2 separate regions of the Mus musculus genome follow, and region 1 is linked to region 2. Evidence: chromatin contacts called from public promoter capture Hi-C data. All regions are on one chromosome and are shown on one strand. Each heading gives the region's core, a stretch centred on a gene start, on an enhancer-like site or on the middle of the called end of the contact. The rest is flanking DNA. Distances are from core to core; before and after follow the strand shown. Region 1 holds the start of Sh2d7 (SH2 domain containing 7). Region 2 holds the start of Sln (sarcolipin).

Region 1 (3,433 bases), core at 498-2,997, 680 kb before region 2:
TGATAGTGTTGGTGCTCTGAAAGGGTTGGCCAAGCAGAGGATGACTGAACTATGGCGTCAGGGCCCAGAGAAAACCAGATAGTGGGTTTCTGAACCTCTGTGCTCATCAGCAGGTTCTGGGTTATGGAACCCCTAGGCTACCTGTCTCTTCATAGAGGGCTTCCCACTTACCTATAAGACAAGATGTAGCCGACAGCCCGGTCACTGAGGCGGATGAGGAAGGAACCGAGGGCTTTGTCCCTGAGTAGCTGCTCTGTTTGCCTGGACAGAGGACACACCATTAACTGGGACCTGTACCCTCACAGTAACCAAGCAGCCTGAATTGGATCTGCTTCAGGATCCTTTCAGACAGTGGCCTAGAGTTCTAAATTGAGACAGATTTTCAGCCCTTGATAGAGAACCTTCTGAGCTCTTTGACTGACTCTGAGGCCTTCAAGGTGCAGTCTGTGGTTGGTTCTGGCTCAAGTGAGCAAACTAAAGACAGTCTGTCGTTGAATGTGAGTCCCCAGGCGACAGGCACCTTCCACCCTGCAATGTAGCCTTGTCAGCAGGAGCAATAGACACAACCTGCAGCTTCCAGCTCTCTATTCAGATAACTGTATAGAAAGAACTATACCAGGAACTTTCACATCAGTAGGGATCCCTGTCTTGGGACTAAGTGTGTAGTTGTGCAAGAGGCACACTACATAAGAGTGTCTGTAGCAAAGAGCTGCTGTTGTGTCTCAAGCTTGGTTACAAGAGGAGCTTAAAAAAAATCACTACCATCCCTTCGGGTCCTTCTACATGATACCAAGTGTTTTTGAGGTACAATGGAAAATTCTAGTATTTTTTTCCTTTGGCTTGGAAGAACACAGATCATATAATTCCTTACCCACTTACTCACCAAATACATCACTACATCACTAGAACTACCTTCATAATTTTCAGGGATCTGTGCCAAATGAATATATGGGACCCCTTATTTCCAAACAAAGGGCATCAAGACATAACACAGAGCATTAAGACAGCTGCAGGTCCCCTGAACACAGCCTCGTGTGGTCCGCAAAGCTGTCCCCGGTGCTGTGTTAGACACTGGGTCAGGACCTGGTTGGTGGGCTTTGTTTCTCATTCCTTTTTCCATCTAGTACTTGGGAAGCTTGAAGATCTCTCTCAACCACAATGCCAAGTCTCACATCCTTGCCTCTATGCCAGGATAATCATGTGTCTAGGTTTCCTGGACAGTTTTCTACCTCAATTACAATAACATTCCAGTGCTGGCACATGGCATGGTCTTCTAACTTTCACCAAGATACTCAGAACTCATCTAAACATGCCTAGCTCCTACTCAGTCCACTGTGGTTCTTCCCACAGCTGCAACTACCCAAGATCCCGCTAGGCAAATGCCCTCCATATGTGCCTTCAAAAGCTTCTACAATCTGTCCCTTCTACCCCAGGGTCCTGCTTAGTGAGGGAAAGGTCAGGAGCCCAAGGTTCTGGAGTCCTTGGGCCATATTCCCAGCCCTGAGGAGCTGCAGATCATGCTGGTCTTGTGGTCAGGGGCAGCCTTACTTGCGAGTGATGAATCCATGAAACCAGGGGGGCAGAACTCCATTCTGTAGGATAGAGGGGGCCTGTGTCTCCATGAACCACTTCAGAGCCAGCTCTTGGATTTCAGCCAAGGCCCGCCCACCCCCTGCCTCCTCCAGTGCCTTGCCCAGATGGAGCTGCTCTGGGCCGCCCTCCATCCTGGTGAGCACTGATGATATGTGAATCCTGATGGCTGCAGTCCTTTATATCTATGCGTGATGCAGCTCATTTGCCTGTGCTCACACCCTTCTCAATGCCCGTGGCACACAGGAGTCCTATTAGATGGCTCTCCTGTGTGAAGCTTTGGGACCAGGCATTTTGGCTGCTAGAGTCACTAGCAGGAGGCTATCGTAGCAGCCTGGTAAGGATCAGGCAGGATTTCCATGATCTCTGGGCCAGCAGAAAAGCTGATGCCTGTGACCTCTTTTTTCCCAACCTCCAGTCTTTGCCTCAGTGGAAAAGCAGACATAAGATGCAGTCACAGCACTGCCCCTGTGAACAGAGCTCTGGATTTAAATTCACTGTATCCTTCCTTCACTGGGGCTTTTGTGTTTTGGTGGGGAAATTCCATGCTGATTAATTTTACCTTTTACTTCAGATTGTATCAGGTACCTGCTGTGTACCATATAAATCTGGGAACAAGACAACTCTCTGTGTGGTGTGTGTGTGTGTGTGTGTGTGTGTGTGTGTGTGTGTGTGAGAGAGAGAGAGAGAGAGAGAGAGAGAGAGAGAATGAGAGAGAAAGAGAGAAAGCGCTCACTCACGTGCGCACACACACACACACACACACACAGGTATTTACCCATGCATAAGTCTGGAAATTAGAGGTTGATATCGGGTGTCTTCCTCTATTGGTGTCCACCTTACTTTTTGAGATAGAGTCTCTCATTGAACCTGGAACTGCTGTTTCAGGTAGGCTGTCTGGCCAGCAAGTTCCTGGGATTCCTGTCTCCGCCTCTCAGTGTGTCCAGCTTTTATGTGGGTGCTGAGGCTACAAATTCAGGTCTTCATGCTTGTGAAGCAAGCACTTTACCTGACAAGTCATCTCCACACTCCCAGAGAAGCACTTACTACTAATGGCAGTAGATAAACAATAAATGTGTGTGATTGCTTGTGTAACACCACACCAGATGAGCCCAGCCTGCGGGGAGCAGGGAGATGGAGACAGAGTGTGTTGGCTGCATGTCATGGGTAGTAGTCAGTCTTGCCCAAGAGTGACCATGGATCTTTGAAGGAGGAAGCCAAGTACCTGGTGAGGAAAGACTGTTGCCAACTATGGGGAAAGTAATTCAATGACAGGATTTTGGCATCCATTTAGGGCAGGCGGTAGAACACTTTATTCACACAAATATTCCCAATCCTGGTGTCAGCATTCTACAGCAGAAACTGAAGCTGAGGTGGCAGAAGCATTAGCACCGCCCCCCCCCCCCCCAGACATGGGTTAGAATCCCAATTCTATCACATTTTGGCCTAGGGTATCAGAAGGTTGTTGAGCCATTGGAGATAGCTCGGTTTCCTCATACACTGGGAATTAGAGGCTATTGTTTGGCTCCGGGGCCGTTATAATGAGTAGGAGCAAAGCGGTAAAGGATGAAAGATCATTTACATACATTCAAAGCAGGGCAGAACTAATCAAGGATGCTAAAAATTAAGACAGCAGAGGCTGTGGTGGTGCAGGGGGGCAGTGTTTATGGACTTCTAGGAACAGATGAGGAGCTGTCAAGGGCTGGTGTGTTTCCACTTTCTCATCTGGGGGGTGTGCTCACTATGAAAATTCATGGGAGCATAGCTTATGCTCTTTGCTAATTACATGTCCCACTTCAATTAAAACCATTTACGGAAAAAGAAGGGGAAGATGTCACAGCCA
Region 2 (3,305 bases), core at 169-2,668:
GGAGTTAGTTCTCTCTTTCCTCCCAAGGCACCCAGAGATAGAACTCGGGTTATCAAGCTTGGCAGCAAGTGCAATCTTGCTAACCCCTTCCCTTTTAATTATCTCTCTTTCAGCCCTTAGCATGATGTACATTGTCAATTGCCAGTGAAAACCTTTACAAAAAACCAGCTGTCTGAGAGAGAGAATAAGCAGAAGAAAATTAGTGGGTAGCAGAAGAGAACAGAATGTTCATGAGTGTTCAGAGAGAGGAGGAAGGCTTGTTAAATGAAATGCTTACAGCAAAGGCATCCTGAATATGGACCCTCAAGACCACATATTGGAAAGCTCTGGCCACCAACAGTAGAATGGGTGCAATTGTGGCATTCACATTCATTTGAATGCCGTGGAGTGAAGAAAATATATGACCTCTAGCTACAGAGCAAGATGAAAGGATCTCACACCATACCTGTGGGATGAAAGGAGGATTTGCAGGAGGAGCTGAGAATGTGACTCCATTTACACAGAGGCAAGCACCAGGAACACAACTAAGGGTGGTAAATGTTCAAAACAAGGAAGGACAGTCAAGCTCCACACTTGGGGGCAGAAGGCAGGAGGGAAATGATTTGGAATGGACTTCTGGGGTACCGCCAACGATCTGTTTCTTGGTAAATGATAGTTATCTGGTGTTTCTTAAAATTCATGTTTCAGCTGCCTGCATCTTTTGCACTCTTCCATTTTTCCAGCCTCTCTGGCTACAGGCTGAGCACCAAACGTCTCTTTCCTCTGGCTTAACCTTTGCTCTTTCTTGTACTTTTGATGAAAACCTTAATTATTTGTTGTTTTGTATATTTTTAAATGAATAGAGCTCCAATTTGATGAGTTCCCTGTGGGTGCAGTTCTGTCAAGGTATATGGCAATTCAGTCTGGGATCTTACTTTCACACACATCCACACCCTTTGGGAAGAATGAGCAGAGTTAAGTGGCTATTCAATCACCCATGTTCTATGTCTCTGCTATGAGCCCACACACGAGCTGTGGCTTCCTCTTTTGCCTTCTCTATGAGCCAAAATGGTTGTCCTGTGCATGAACCAAAGCCTTACAAACCAGCAACAAACTGTGCAAGAAATTTGACATTGGTTTTCTTCTCAGATGTGGAAAAATTATATAAAACTAGAAAAATAGAAAATACATATCAAAGAAAAACAGGAATCAATATTCAGTTTGCAGCTTAGGAAATGCCCTATATTGTGATTACCTGTTCCACTGAGAAATATAAGCATTAGTTAACATTTTAATTTGAAAACTGCACACAGAGAGAGACAGAGACAGGAATAGATTGCTAAGTACGAAGTCTTGCTGTTACCTGAAGAGGAGCAGGGGCACACTCAGGCTACCAAGGACCTCAGTCTCTCCACCTCCAGCTGTCTCCCCGGCTGTCTGAGCTCCTGGACTCTGGGCAGGGCCTAATGTAGTCTGAGGGAAGTGACAATCACTGTGATGTCACTGGTGAGACATCTCAAAGGGACAAGCTCCAAAGGTTTCCAGCCAATTTGTACTGGGGGGGGGGGGCATAGAAATATGGTAGCAAGGGCTCTGCTCCTTTGGCTGCCAATTTAAATGAACAACACAGGGATATGAAAGCTCTTGTTTCCGGCCTACTTTTGATGTAGTGGTGTGGGATTTTAAATCCATCTTTTACCTCTTTATAAATGTCTCAATCATATGTTCAGAACATCATAAAGCAAGAGTAATAGACCAGTTTTAACAAATAGCTATCTTCACTACTCGACATGTGAAGCTATGAAAATGTGATTTCACGTCATCACCCCTATCACTAGCTGTTTGCAATGTGGAGAATTCTCTGCCTTGTTCCCACATTCCCACACCGAGCTCCAGAACCCCTTAAGTCTCCCTCAAAACTGACTTTTGTCCTAGCCATAGAAGTTATCCCCTTCCCAACCCCATCTCCTGCTTCACATCAAAGCAATGCCCAGCAAGTTCACGCGTTCAGCTGATTTCTCCTGAAACAGCCATGGGAGCCAGAGCTTGTATCCTTGTCAGTTAAACTAGCATAGCAGTAAAACAGACTGCAAAAACCCAGTCATTTGGCTAAATGGGGCTTAGAAGTTAACCTGGTCGAAACGAGTAGGAATGTGAGTTCTAGACTAGATAGAAATATCTAGGATATATCATTTTTATTTCCTTTGTGTTGTATTTTATGAATATGAATATTTTGCCTGCATGAAAGTGTATAACTGTGTGCATCACATGTGTGTACAGAAGCCTGGGAGGTTGGAGGCGTGCATTGTCCAGTCCCAGACAATTGTAAGCCACTGTGTGGGTACTAGGATTCGAACCCTAGACCAATGATGGAACACCTAGTGCTCTTAACAACTGAGTCATCTCACCAGCCCGTAGAATATATCTTAAAGGAATGAAATGGCACCATTTTCAACAACAAACACTGGCTCAAATCAGACAAGGACGAGTTTGTAACAAATCAGATTTGAGGAAGTAAGTGAAGTCTCTACCATGTTTAAGTGGATTTGAAAGCCATCAACCAAGGAATCTAAATATGACCCCAGTAACTGTACTGCTCAGTAAATCTTGTCTTTAAGAACAGTAGATTAAATCTCCCCTGACAGTCCCCACTTAGGGTCCATAAAAATAGGTCATGCCCAGAGGCAGGGGCAAACACAACTCTCTGCATGCTTGTATCCACGGTCAAGCCTTTCTCGCCATCCCTACCGCCCCAGAGGCGCCAACAAAAGGAGGATTTTCCATTCCATCTCTTTATTTCAACATGAGCCCTTCGAAGGGTGGTCTAATTACAACATTCTGTCACCACTTGTCTTGTAAAACGATAGCTTGCTGAAGTGACAGATAGAGAATATTAATTATAGCACAATCGAACGTTGGCTGTTATCTGTTGCCATCTGGCAAACCCTGTAACCGTAGTCAGATTTCTGTCTTCTGCCTCCCTCCAAGCTTTTGCCAGCTTGCTTCAAATGCTTGGGAATGTTTTCCTAGTCACCAAGCCACAGCTGTCCTTTTTCTAGCTGTTCAAAATTATTATTTGTCCATTTTAAAAGCAACGCTTTCAGTGTAACATATTTAAAAACATAAATGTACAAGAAATTTTGATTTCCACTAATGTGGGCATGATAGTCGGTAAAGGTGCTTGCTGCCCAGTCTGATAACCTGAGTTCAATCCCAAGATCCACATGGTAGAAGAAGAGAACCAACTCTCACATGTCCATACACATATTCACACGTATGTTTTTAAAAAGCAAATAAATATAAAATAATTTTTAAAGAAAAAAATT

The links. Promoter capture Hi-C pulls out the DNA fragments that hold promoters and counts their contacts.
Region 1: a contact with region 2 is called in a promoter capture Hi-C map of embryonic stem cells, with 2.2 times the contacts expected there. The contact joins the promoter of Sh2d7 here to the promoter of Sln in region 2. A contact is called at or near these places in 3 of 39 promoter capture datasets (the 3T3-L1 cell line, embryonic stem cells and hippocampal neurons).

The regions. Positions count from the first base shown.
Region 1 is chr9:54,532,437-54,535,869 of GRCm38.p6, reverse strand. Sh2d7 (SH2 domain containing 7) reads right to left here and starts at 1,747. Exons shown (of 6, transcript NM_173778.4): 1 at 1,549-1,747; 2 at 172-261. The coding sequence starts at 1,724.
Region 2 is chr9:53,848,364-53,851,668 of GRCm38.p6, reverse strand. Sln (sarcolipin) reads right to left here and starts at 1,418. Exons shown (of 2, transcript NM_025540.2): 1 at 1,343-1,418.